Regions from separate parts of the Oncorhynchus mykiss genome. Here region 2 is linked to region 1. The links are chromatin contacts, called in public Hi-C maps. All regions are on one chromosome and are shown on one strand. The core of a region is the stretch at or near the end of the contact, and the rest is flanking DNA. Distances in the headings are between cores, read along the strand shown. Region 1 holds the start of LOC118944715 (putative protein FAM47C). Region 2 holds the start of LOC110520535 (cytochrome c oxidase assembly factor 5).

What was found. Hi-C and Micro-C count contacts between places; a contact is called where the count stands out from the background.
Region 2: a contact with region 1 is called in a Hi-C map of liver, with 5 times the contacts expected there. The contact joins the promoter of LOC110520535 here to the promoter of LOC118944715 in region 1. A contact is called at or near these places in 2 of 3 Hi-C or Micro-C datasets (blood and liver).

Annotation. Positions count from the first base shown.
Region 1 is chr3:72,601,957-72,608,895 of USDA_OmykA_1.1, forward strand. It overlaps LOC118944715 (putative protein FAM47C), which reads left to right and starts at 4,027. Exons shown (of 5, transcript XM_036965172.1): 1 at 4,027-4,437. LOC110504668 (AF4/FMR2 family member 3) reads left to right here. Exons shown (of 17, transcript XM_036975094.1): 16 at 1-60; 17 at 463-1,261. The coding sequence ends at 584.
Region 2 is chr3:72,768,560-72,775,498 of USDA_OmykA_1.1, forward strand. LOC110520535 (cytochrome c oxidase assembly factor 5) reads left to right here and starts at 3,192. Exons shown (of 3, transcript XM_021597926.2): 1 at 3,192-3,508; 2 at 3,831-3,914; 3 at 4,020-4,500. The coding sequence starts at 3,407. The coding sequence ends at 4,061. LOC110504700 (alpha-1,3-mannosyl-glycoprotein 4-beta-N-acetylglucosaminyltransferase A) reads left to right here. Exons shown (of 16, transcript XM_036975100.1): 16 at 1-2,970.

The sequences.
Region 1 (6,939 bases), core at 2,777-5,276:
ATGTCCTATACAGCTATGAGTACTGGGAGCTAGCAGAAAGCCTGGTCAGAGACAACAATGGTGAGAGAGACTAACCCATTATTAGGCAATGTGTAGATGGACTGAAATGAGAGTTGTGGCTTTTTGGAGAGAGAGAATGTGAACATTGTTTCAACAGTGTACATAGACATTTAACATGTTATATTATTGTCTATTATTTTTGAAACTATTGTGAGTGTAATATTTACTATGGATTTCTGATTGTTTGTTTCATTTTTGTTTATTGTTATTTTCACATGCTTTGGAAAGTTGAGAGCTCAGGTTGTTGATACTAGGTTTCATTGTTTTACTTGATTTTATCTAACTCCTTTATCTATCTCCTCTCCCCCTCTCTCTCCCTTCCTCTCTCTCTCTCTCTCTCTCTCTCTCTCTCTCTCTCTCTCCTTCTCACTCTCTCCCTCTTTCTGTCTCTCCTCTCTCCAGAGTTCTTTAACTACCTGAATACACTGTCAGGGCCATTGACTCTCCACAGTAGTATTGCTCATGCAGTCCAGTACACCAGACAGGGTCTTCAGTGGATACGCATCAGTGCCAGCGTGGGCTAGTGGCAGGAGGGAGAGAGGGACACAACCAGTGTGATTATAAGTGGAGGATTCCCCCTGCATTCCACGTCGTCAGGATTATTATTATGCTTCAATTCTCAGCATGTACCGTAAATGATGGGTTGGGTTTATACACAGTGGTGACGCTTTACCTTGTGCTTTATCTTGATTGGGGGAAGGTGTTGTTATCCCTACAATCAAGCAGAGCGAACTGTCTTGGTATCTCTTTCCTCTTCCTGTTCGGATTGTCAGTGCAGATCTACAAAGTGCCACATGGATTTAAAGCCTTTAAACTTGCTGCTTTGCCAAATGTGCCACATGTGACGATGAAACAAACACAGAAACTGTCTAACAAGGACATTTTAAGAGAAACATGGCTCAGTGCACCAGCGAGGACTTTATGATTCTTCTACTGTACAAAACATGGACTGTAAAAGATCAAGAGACCTGGACTACATTTCTGAATACAATGCATTCAACCACAGTAAAACTCTAACTAGCCTCCGTTGCAAAAAGTCACTGTGGTAACCAGTGACCATTTCCTCAAAAAGACCATTCCTGTCCACTGGGCACAGACGCCAGTTCAATGTCTAGTTTTGATTTACGTTTGGTTGAGTTGTCTACTAACGTGAATTCAACGTGAATAAACAAACATGTCATCATGTTATTGGATTTAGGTTCAAAGTCGGTTGGAAAAAAGACTAAATTCCCTGCCGTTGATGACTTTTTACAATCAGTTTTCCACGTTGATTCAACGTCATCACATTGATTGTTTTTGTTAAAATGACGTGGATACAACATTCATTCAACCAGTTTGTGCCCAGTGGGAAGAGACCTGGACTGCATTTCTGGACTACATTTCCCATGAGCCTTTACAGGACGAATGGATTCATCATGGGAAAGGTGAAGTTGGGATTTGGAGTTTTCTTTTGGATTGTCAGACCACTCATCCCAAAGGGTAGATCAAGTTACCGGTAGCTTTGCTTTTTTGTTTAATGACTCCACTATGGGATGGCCTTTTTAAGGACATTTTGAGATACCTTTCACTTTTTTATGTGCACTGTGTGTGTCAGACCATTCATTTTTACAAAAATACCAAAACTAGAGCATTTAATTGTTGTTTTTCTGGCCAGCATTCATGTTCCTGTCTTTGCAAAATTATTATTTATAATATCGTCTAATGTGGTTATCAAAAGTTACATACCAAAATGTGTTTCATAAATGTCTTTTTGATATTGCAATTTGTATGTAGGAGTCTATCCCCTTGTTTATTGAAGTAGAATCTGTACAGTGAGTGTAGAAAACATTAGGAACTTTCCATGACAGACTGACCAAATCAAATCACATTTTATTGGTCACATACACATGGTTAGCAGATGTTAGTGCAAGTGTAGTAGCAAAATGCTTGTGCCTCTAGTTCCGACAATGCAGTAATATCTAACAAGTAATCTAACAATTCCAAAACGACCTAATACACACACATCTAAGTAAAGGTATGGAATAAGAATATATCCATATATGGACGAGCGGTATAGGCATAGACCAGCTGAAAGCTAAGATCCCTTATTGATGATTCTTCTTAAATCCACTTCCATCAGTGTAGATGTAGGGGAGGAGACAGGTTAAATAATGATTTTTAAACCTTTTTGATTGATTTGATTGATTGTGTATGTGCACCATTCAGAGGGTGAATGGGCAAGACAAAAAATGTAAGTGCTTTTAAACAGGATATGGTAGTTGGTGCCAGGCTTTGTGTCAAGAACTGCATCCCTGCTGGGTTTTTCATGCTCAACAGTTTCCCATGTGTATCAAGAATGGTCCACAACCCAAAGGACATCCAGCCAACTTGACACAACTGTGAGAAGCATTGGAGTCAACATGGGCCAGCATCCCTGTGGAACGCTTTGGACACCTTGTAGAGTTCCTTCCCTGACGAATTGAGTCTGTTCTGTGGGCAAACTGGATATTAGGAAGGTATTCTTTATGTTTTATCTATCTGATGATGAACCAGATAGATTTATACTTAGTGATCTCTCAGATATTTCCAAAATTATATTTGTCTCACTCAACTTTTCTTATTTAGATGTGTGTGTGTGTGTGTGTGTGTGTGTGTGTGTGTGTGTATTCCAGTTATATAGGCCTAGCTCCATTTCTGCTCAGACTGTTGCTCTTAACTCCCTAGCCAACATGGAGAGATCTCTCATTGTGCCCCCCTCTCCTACACCTCTCCCTGTCTTTGACTGACTGACTCCCTAGCCTATTTCTTTCTGACCCCCACACCTTTCTTGCTTTCTCTGAATAGGTTGTCTTATAGCTAATTATTCTTTGTCCATCACTTATTACTGCTGCCCTTTCCACCAATAGGAAGACTGCTATGACAAGCCTCTGCATCCGCTGTCTGGAACCATAGCAACAGGCTGTAGCCTACATCTGTGCACGTGACAGGCACAATGAAACGAGACCAAAAGTAGAAATATAATGTATTTAAAAAAATATATACATCAGAGAATCCATAATTAGAATTAGGCTAGACGAAATATGACAATCGAACAAACTTGAAATATCAAATATGATGTATTGACTTCATGCATCTTTAACGGATTTTCGGGGTTAATTAGTTTATGAATGAACGAACAAACGTGCATTGCACGCGATGACGTGCTTGGGATGAAATCGTCACCCATTATATTAAATCACTGCAGCCGAAATTGGAATTGAACTGGTAATTTAGATGTTAAATCAGCATAATATCATATAGGCAAAAAGTGTTAGAACCTGTCATAGGCCCACTAATGGCAGAAGCTAGCCTACAGAGACTTTTGAGATAACGGTTTACCCAGAAGCAGTAGCCTGTACTGGACTGAAGTATCCGAGCTCTCCGGTGTGTCGGTATTCTCTGCATGTACGCCGCCCGTCATTTGTGCGTAGGTCTGTGCGCGTGCCAGGTTTTCTGAGGACACTGGCTGGTGGCACAGCGGCCAGTCTGCATCAAAGCACGAGACAGAAGAGAACAAAAAAAAGTGCTCTTTTTTTGTCACACTCGGCCTAGTCTACCCGCAATATTTTGTTCACCAGAGTCCTAATATAGGCCCACTATAGATTATACACACTGTCTGTTTTACCAGTCTACACTCTAGTCCAGACCATTTTCTCCGTTGTGCTCTCTCAATTCAATTCAATTCTCTCTCCCACTCTCAGTGTATGTGTGCGTGCATGTATTAGGGGACCAATGGGCTGGATGAAGTAACAGTAAAAACACAGTCCATTCAATGAGGACGTGCGTGCGTGAGAGGATATGTGGGTGGTCGATAGTAGCCCACCACATCCGTTCGTCCCTAATCTCTTTGGCCAAATCTCCTTTAGATTTTTAGACCCCTTCTCCGGTGTTTAAATTGAGTAATCGCCACTTTTCTCTGCTGTGGAGACCGAGGAGATAAGGGCTAAGGGAAATGAGCAATGAAATGGAACTTGTCCCTTCACAGCGCTGCGTCAAATGTAGTGTTGTTGACTCGCCACTGGGTGGCACGATAACCCCAGCCAGCGGCAATGCGAGCTTTCACTGACCTGACAGGGAGGAGGGTTCAAGACGGTAAACAGTGACGGGAGGAACCGCGGAGTTGAGAGGGAGAGCGAAGAGAGGGAAAAAAGCAGCCAGGCTGCTGAAAATGGAAAGTACACATAAAAGGGTGATCGAAAATCATGCAAGAACCACGAGAGGATGTCAAACTTGGAAGACCACGACAGTTACACCAAACTCCAAATAAGGAATAACTCCACTGCTTCCTAGACGGGTTAGAAGCCTGCGAGAGCGACATTTAGCTGCTTGGTTTCAGGACAAGTCAGTCAGAGAGGAAAGGTGAGTAAGCAAAGTGACTACCGCTTTTACAATGGGAACTGTGCAGAGTGTGTGTGGACACTTTGTAGCACACTCGTGCACACCTCTTGTTGTCGATTCAGTGTTGAGCAATTATGTAACAGGATTTCGATGTAAGTAACGTTTTCCCACTGCACACACAATTTGTGCAGAGTGTGGTGCTGCGACACATGATTCATTCTGTTAGCCAGCTACATTTGGTTGTTTATCAAATAGGGGATACGTATAGTTGTTCTGTTTCACACATGTACAGTGTGGTCCAGCCACAGCCAGTTCTCGCCATGCAGGTCGACCACTAATAAGTGTTCGTGTTCAGATCGAGGAGGGAGGAAGCAAGGAGAAGGGTTAGTTAGAAAAGGGACTGGCTATATCTGTAACCAACTCCAGCAAGGCCTGCAAGCGTGACCCCAGTAACCTACTTGCTTGAATGATTTTCAGTACAGTAGGCTAGAGTCAGTGAGGAGAGCATTGTTAGCTAGTTACAGTACATCATATCTAACAGAGCTGACAAAGAAAGGGAGAGGCTGGAGTTAGAGGGGGTTCTACTAAACTAACATATTCAATTGTTTTAAGATGGTCATACATGATACTTTTTTGCTATTTGATTTAGAATTTTAGGACCCACGTAGGTATACATTTTTTTAAATAAAAAAAATTATTTGATAACTTTGAACATTGAATTTGGCCTGTACTACTATAGCCCATAGAAACACATTGAATTTGGCCTGTACTACTATAGCCCATAGAAACACATTGAATTTGGCCTGTACTACTATAGCCCATAGAAACACATTGAATTTGGCCTGTACTACTATGGCCCATAGAAACACATTTAATTTGCCTGTACTACTATAGCCCATAGAAACACATTGAATTTGGCCTGTACTACTATAGCCCATAGAAACACATTGAATTTGGCCTGTACTACTATAGCTCATAGAAACACATTGAATTTGGCCTGTACTACTATAGCCCATAGAAACACATTGAATTTGGCCTGTACTACTATAGCCCATAGAAACACATTGAATTTGGCCTGTACTACTATAGCCCATAGAAACACATTGAATTTGCCTGTACTACTATAGCCCATAGAAACACATTGAATTTGCCTGTACTACTATAGCCCATAGAAACAAATTGAATTTGGCCTGTACTACTATAGCCCATAGAAACACATTGAATTTGGCCTGTACTACTATAGCCCATAGAAACAAATTGAATTTGGCCTGTACTACTATAGCCCATAGAAACACATTGAATTTGGCCTGTACTACTATAGCCGTGGAAATAACATTTTTTTTGGGGGGGGGGGTACATATTTAACCCCCACAGAACGACTTGTTTTAATGTTTTAAATCTGCACTAGGTTACCCTCAGAAGAGTCTCATCTTTCCATAGAGTGGTCATATTATACTGAACACAAATATAAATGCAACATTTAAAGTGTTGGTTTCATGAGCTGATATAAAAGATCCCAGAAATGTTCCATAAGCACAAAAAGCTTATTTCTCAAATTTGTTTACATCCCTGTAGGTGAGCATTTCTCTTTTACCAAGACAATCCGCTCACCTGACAGGTGTAAGAATGTCCACCAGAGCTGTTGTCAGATAATTTAATGTTTAGTTCATTTTAGGGCTCCCGAGTGGTGCAGCGGTCTAAGGCACTGCATCTCAGTGCTTGAGACGACCTGGTTCGAATCCACGCTGTATCACAACCGGCCGTGATTGGGAGTCCCATAGGGCGGCGCACAATAGGTCCGGGTTTGGCCGGTGTAGGCCGTCATTGTAAATAAGAATTTGTTCTTAACTGACTTGCCTACTTAAATGACAATAAGACGCCTCCACGTTGTTTCAGAGAATTTGGCAGTACGTCTAATTGGCCTCACAACCGCAGACCACGTGTAACCACGCCAGCCCAGGACCTCCACATCTGGCTTTTTCACCTGCGGGATAGTCAAATCAATGTTTATTTGTCACGTGCACCGAATACAACAGGTGGAGGTTGACCTTACAGTGAAATGCTTACTTACAAGTGGTATTAGGTGAACAACAGGTAAGTAGAGAAATAAAAACAACAGTAAAAAGACAGTGCGGCTTAACAGTAGTGAGGTTATATACAGTAGTGAGGTTATATACAGTAGTGAGGTTATATACAGTAGTGAGGTTATATACAGTAGTGAGGTTATATACAGTAGTGAGGTTATATACAGTAGTGAGGTTATATACAGTACTGAGGTTATATACAGTACTGAGGTTATATACAGTAGTGAGGTTATATACAGTAGTGAGGTTATATACAGTAGTGAGGTTATATACAGTAGTGAGGTTATATACAGTAGTGAGGTTATATACAGTACTGAGGTTATATACAGTAGTGAGGCTATAACAGTAGTGAGGTTATATACAGTAGTGAGGCTATAACAGTAGTGAGGTTATATACAGTAGTGAGGTTATATACAGTAGTGAGGTTATATACAGTAGT
Region 2 (6,939 bases), core at 1,942-4,441, 170 kb after region 1:
ATACTACTGTACAAAAAAGAGGCAGATGTAAAATATCAGAAGTCATTTGGTGTGTCCGGAAGAAATCCGTTTCCAGCTCTGACTGTGGAGGTAACGCCGATGGCTTGTGACTCGGAGAGACACACCTCAGCTGATCTGAGAGGCTGATGTCACCAGGACGCTGGTGTTGTACATGCTGCTCTCTGCTCCATGTGCTCTTCCTCTCAGCCTCTCTGATCTGTTCCACTGAGGTATTGCACTCACTGGAGCCATAGTGGAGCCCCCTGCTGGTGACTGAAGTGACTGAAGAATGGCTCCATCAGCCTCAAAGACTTGCTTTTTGTTCTTTTCCACAGAGTTGTGTGTTTTAGGTAAACAGCAGGTAATAAATAGACAAACAAGTTGTCAGTCTTTCTTATGGTGAAGATAACTGCCTTTATCACGTCCTTCTTTTGAAGGGGATTACAATGACGATGACAAACGAAGCGGAAACTAAATGTGGTTCCCCATTTTTAAAGTGACATGTCTGCCAAACTATGCCCTGGGTAGAAGTCACCCATAGGTGCAGATCTTGGATCAGCTTGCCTTGCTCAAGTCTCAACCCAAACCATTCTGGGCAAAATACCTGAAACTTACCTAAGATCTGTGTCTGGGGCAGTTTCATCCAGTGGAGGCTGCTGAGGGGAGGACGGCTCATAATAATAGCCGGAACGGAGCGAATGGAATGGCATCAAACACCTGGAAACCATGTGTTTGATGTATTTGATACCATTCCACTGATTCCACCCCAGCCATTATCATGAGCCCGTCCTCCCCAATTAAGGTGCCATTTTTATTATTTTTATTACAACGACAATGACGACGTATGAAGGTGAATTAATTTATTTCAAATAAATATTTCATTTGTACAAGAGGTTCAAAGAAAAATAATATTCATGCCACGGTAGTTGATGTGTTTGCATTGCATGTGTTCTTTTTGTTCCCGAAACGAGCTGCTTGGTATTTCATGTTCTTGTCCGCTGGTTGGTTGAGATAGAGGTTGAATCTAACTGCTGTTCCAGAGTCAGTTTTTGTATAACATTTCTCAGATGGTCAAAGTTAAAATGAAGGAGAGCTGACATCAGAACAGGCCTTAAGCCAGAGATCCTGGCTGAGGTTGTGCTAGATCCATACCCATGTGCCTTAAAGTCCTGCTCCTCCATAATGAGTCCGGAGCAGAACTTCCCTTCATTCACTCCCTTCCCTCTACCCTACAATAGAGGATGTTGACTCTTTTGAAGAGATTTGATCACGTGATACAAGATTTACAGATGACAGGGGTAACGGTTCCTCCATAACTCACCACCAAGTGTACAGTGTGACTCATGTTTACCATCAGCAATGGGGGATTCATTCACTTCATTACATTTTATTTTGATGACTTCACTATATTGAAATTATATATTGAACTTATGATCAAATGCTATTTCGAACGTTGCACTGAGTTTTCAACTCACAGTTTTGAATGCTCCATTCTTTAGTTTTTTTGCTGTTGCTGGGCTTTCATTTACCATCTCCCGTTGCTTCTGTCATTTTACACTTCTGACATCATCAGTGAGTTCTACCCCATGTGATGTCTGATTCTGTCCAATCAATTCAATTGGAGACTGCTGGCAGTGGTTAGACAGGATGTTAAATTTATTCTATGTGCCATCTAGTTGCAGACGGATGCATTCGTACCAGTGGAGGCTGCTGAGGGGTAGGATGGCTCATAATAATGTCTGGAACAGAGCGAATGGAATGGCATCAAACACATAGAAACCATGTGACACATAGAAACCATGTTTGATACCATTCCACTCATTCCATTTCAGCCGTTACCACGAGCCCATCCTCCCCAATTCAGGTGCCATTAACCTCCTGTAATGCTGACAGCCACGCTCCCCTAGGGGCGCATCTTATCTACTCTGATTAAAGAGCAATTTGCATTGCTCTTTAATGCATAGGTATTTTCAGGATAGGTCAAAATGTGTGTTTTTTTTCATGAGAAATGTTTATACAATAAGAGATTTTATGAAGATTTCGTTTTTCTATCAAAATTCCATCCACGTGAGAGAAGATTGTGATCGGTTTGATTTGGAGTGCTATTTTAAATGTCAAAGATGTGCATGCATGCACGCACGTCCAATTCTAAATCAGCCCCTACATCACAGCACTTAATGTTGGTCTAGTAGGGTTGGACAACTACAGTATAAGGAACAAATCCCAGCTATACTGTCAGAGGGCAAGCTGGTGCCTACCCAAATCTTTAAATAAAAACTCTTAGGTTGGATAAAGACAAGGGGTGGATTTCGAAAGCGGGCCACTTTGTACCAGGTTTGCTTGTCTGTAAATGTCCTTTATTTATTGTGTGATTGATTGGTAAACTTTTTGAATGGAGCTGGCCCCTCCCCTGAGCCCCCTGGTCAAACCAGACCCTCTCGCTCACACCTGGGCCTTTATTTAAAGAGCGCAACGGATTAGAACCTTCAGATAGAACTCTATGCTGTAGATCCGATATGATTCTCTGTGTAGAAATGGGAATCGTGCCAGATCTATACATTACATTTCTATCTGCAACGCTCTAGCGAAGGATATGAACCTCTTCTTAAGGTGGAGGACGGCTTGAGCAGAGGGGAACACAAACTGTGTTTCTCACTAGTTTGAAGGGGGTTACTTCCATCCTTTTTTTGGTGCCCTTCATCCACGCTTATCTAAGATCGTTTAGAAAAGCAATATGGAGGTAAGCCTATTATTGAGTCGCTTGCCTAGACCCCAGAGGTAGATGAAAGGTAAGAGACAGACAGTCAGGCTCACCCCACCCCTGCCTGCTTCCACCTTCTCTGTTCTCCCCATCAGGTCATGTCGTGTGCCTTCATCACTATGTTAGTATATCTGCCTCTGATAATTTTGACATGGCTTTACATGGACATCATTGAAATAAATCAAAATGGTTGATACAAATCACATCCATCTGTTTTCTGCCTTGGTTTCATTATTTCACATAATTCAGTTCTGATGGGAGAATGCCTCATTTCCATCAGCCACACATTCCTATAGAGTCAACCATCTAGGTTCAACATACATCAAGAGATGGCATAAACATGTTGGGGTTGCTGCAGGATCTATGGAATCATTCTTGCCATCGTTTTCCTTTTGATGTTCTGCTGAGAGATAAGCTTTGAGTGGCACCTAGCGGTATACTTGAAAAAGTACATGTTAAAAATCTAATTTCGCTGAAACTACAAACACTCCCAGCATGCATGTAGTTCAATTTTTATATTCCCAGGATACTTTGCGAATCAAATATGGTGGCTTGCATTACAACGTTCATGTAACATACTGTAGTTAAATATACTCTTCAAATCTAAATTTCTTGCGTAATTGTCTTAAATGTAAGTGCAGCACAATGCCTAAATTCTACGAGGACAAAGAGGAGGATGGCAGGGCCTGCTCGGGAATCAGGGAGGACTTCAGGGCATGTCTCCTTCAACACGACTGCGTTGTAAAGGTAACGTTATGGAAAATATGATATTCCCTTTCATCTGAGGTTATGGTTTACTAGCTAATATTATGCTTTACAGTTTTACTTGTATAACATCCCTTATTTCAAAGCGTAGGACTACCTTAAAATTGTAAATTGTGGCTTGTTGGTTGGTTGAGCCACACTTCTATTATAAAAAGAAAAGTGCAGCGCTTTCTACACCTGGTCATTCTGGATATTGATGCATGTGTTGTGTGGTCAACGTAAACGGTGAGAATGATCAATAACATCAAAACACTAGTCTTGGTACAAACGTGTTTGACTAACTCCATGTTGTCCATTCCTGCAGGAGGGGAAGATGCCCAGTCAGTGTCTGAAGGAGGGCCACTGTAAAGCACTGCAGACCTCCTTCTTCGAGTGCAAGAGGTCCATGGTGAGATCACGGGTCATCACTGACATCAATGACATTCATTCAACACTTGGAATATCCTTATGTATGGAACTGACTTGTTTCTGATCTTTCCCTCTATTTTTACAGTTAGATAACCGGTCCAGATTCAGGGGAAGGAAAGGCTACTGATGGACCAAAGTTGAAAATCTCTGCAACACGCAGCATTGAAATGATTAATTGTGAATAGTAGCAAAACTAACTTAAAGTGGTCCAAATGGGTGTTGTATTTTATTATGCTGACTTCACTTGAGCACTTGATTTGAAGTGGTTCTGTAGAGAAAATATATGCTCTTCAAATAGGTATGTTGGACTTATTACCTCCTGAAGTGATGAGTGAGTCTGTGAATAGGCCTACCACAATTCAAAGCATAGACACTTGTACGTGTGTGGAAGAATGCTGGGCTGCTCTTCTGTTTCCATGTTTTGAAATGAGCGAACTTCAAGGAACTCTAAAGCAGGACTGTCGGCTCTCCCCTTGGCTGTTCTGATGATTGACAGACTGCTAAATTGGGCCTCTGTTTTTGAACAACTGTGTGTAATAAATGTGTCATTGAACAGATGAAGTGTTTGCGAATGTGCTTAGTGTGTCATTATGGAGTCTTCAATGCACACAACTGCTGGTTTAAATTACATTAGATTTATTTAATTCCAGTTTTATTTTTACTGACAATACAGTAAAATTACACGGTATCATTCATACAGACCTGAGTTAACAGCAATATTAATAGAAATGGGGACATACAACTATTACATAAGAAATTATATGAAATCTATTTAAACTCCTTCACGAATGTAGGTAAAATGGTCGTTCAGATTTCTATGTACACTAATACAAAAAATGTACTCATTTAGCATACTCTCTTATCTAGAGCGACAACGCATTTAGGGTTAATCAATCAAATGTATTTATAAAGCCCTTCTTACATCAGTTGATATCTCAAAGGGCTGTACAGAAACCCAGCCTAAAACCCCAAACAACAAGCAATGCAGGTGTAGAAGCACGGTGGCTAGGAAAAACTTCCTAGAAAGGCCAAAACCTAGGAAGAAACCTAGAGAGGAACCCGGTTATGAGGGGTGGACAGTCCTCTTCTGGCTGTGCCGGGTGGAGATTATAACAGAACATGGCCAATATGTTCAAATGTTCATAGATGACCAGCAGGGTCAAATAATAATAATCACAGTGGTTGTAGTGGGTACAACAGGTCAGCACCTCAGGAGTAAATACCAGTTGGCTTTTCATAGCCGATCATTCAGAGTATTTCTACCGCTCCTGTCTCTTGAGAGTTTAAAACAGCAGGTCTGGGACAGGTAGCACGTCCGGTGAACAGGTCAGAGTTCCATAGCCGCAGGCAGAACAGTTGGAACTGGAGCAGCAGCACGACCAGGTGGACTGGGGACAGCAAGGAGTCATCATGCCAGGCAGTCCTGAGGCATGGTCCTCCGAGAGAAAAAGAGAGAATTAGAGAGAGCATACTTAAATTCACACAAGACACCGGATAAGACAGGAGAAATACTCCAGATATAACAAACTGATCCTAGCTCCCCGACACACAAACTACTGCAGCATAAATACTGGAGGCTGAGACAGTAGGGTTCGGGAGAAACTGTGCCCCTGTCCGACGATACCCCCGGACAGGGCCAACCAGGCAGGATATAACCCCACCCACTTTGCCAAAGCACAGCCCCCACACCACTAGAGGGATATCTTCAACCAACAACTTACTATCCTGAGACAAGGCCGAGTATAGCCCACGAAAATCTCCCCCACGGCATGAACCCAACCCGGACAGGAACATCACGTCAGAGACTCAACCCGCTCAAGTGACGCACCCCTCCTAGGTACGGCATGGAAGAGCACCAGTAAGCCAGTGACTCAGCCCCTGTAATAGGGTTAGAGGCAGAGAATCCCAGTGGAGAGAGGGGAACCGGCCAGGCAGAGACGGCAAGGGCGGTTCGTTGCTCCAGAGCCTTTCTGTTCACCTTCACACTCCTGGGCCAGACTACACTCAATCATAGGACCTACTGAAGGGATGAGTGTTCAATAAAGACTTAAAGGTCGAGACCGAGTCTGCGTCTCTCACATGGATAGGTAGACCATTCAAAAGAAATGGAGAAAGCACTTAAGTATTGGTATTTATTAGGATCCCACTAGACACTGCAAAAGCATCAGCCACTCTTCCTGGGGTCCACATGAAACATGACATCATACATATTGACTAACATTATTAGTCAAGGACTGAAATACATCCATTTGAAACGTCACAGCCTACATATCAGTACATACACACAATATCTAGGTCTAATACATAATACAGTGCAAATGACAATATATATAAAATGGCTGTGTCTCTTCACAGTCCCCTTCGTGCAGTAAGGTGATCTTTTATCTTTTTTTAAAACTGGTTTTATTGCTAGCTTGAGTTACCTGGGGTGGCAGAGATTTCCATGTATTGATAGCTCTATTTAATACTGTGTGTTTCCCAGTATGGTACCTTCAACACATCAATACCTCACACGAAGACCAATAATGATGCAGTCAATCTCTCCTCAACTTTGAGCCAGGAAAGACAGACATGCACGTACATCAAAGTGCGATACGTGCTGCTTTGTTCTGGACCAACTGCAATTTACCTACAGTGGGGCAAAAAATAATTTAGTCAGCCACCAATTGTGCAAGTTCTCCCACTTAAAAAGATGAGAGAGGCCTGTAATTTTAATCATAGGTACACTTCAACTATGAAAAAAATCCAGAAAATCACATTGTAGGATTTTTAATGAATTTATTTGCAAATTATGGTGGAAAATAAGTATTTGGTCAATAACAAAAGTTTATCTCAATACTTTGTCATATACCCTTTGTTGGCAATGACAGTGGTCAAACGTTTTCTGTAAGTCTTCACAAGGTTTTCACACACTGTTGCTGGTATTTTGGCCCATTCCTCCATGCAGATCTCCTCTAGAGCAGTGATGTTTTGGGGCTGTTGCTGGGCAACACGGACTTTCAACT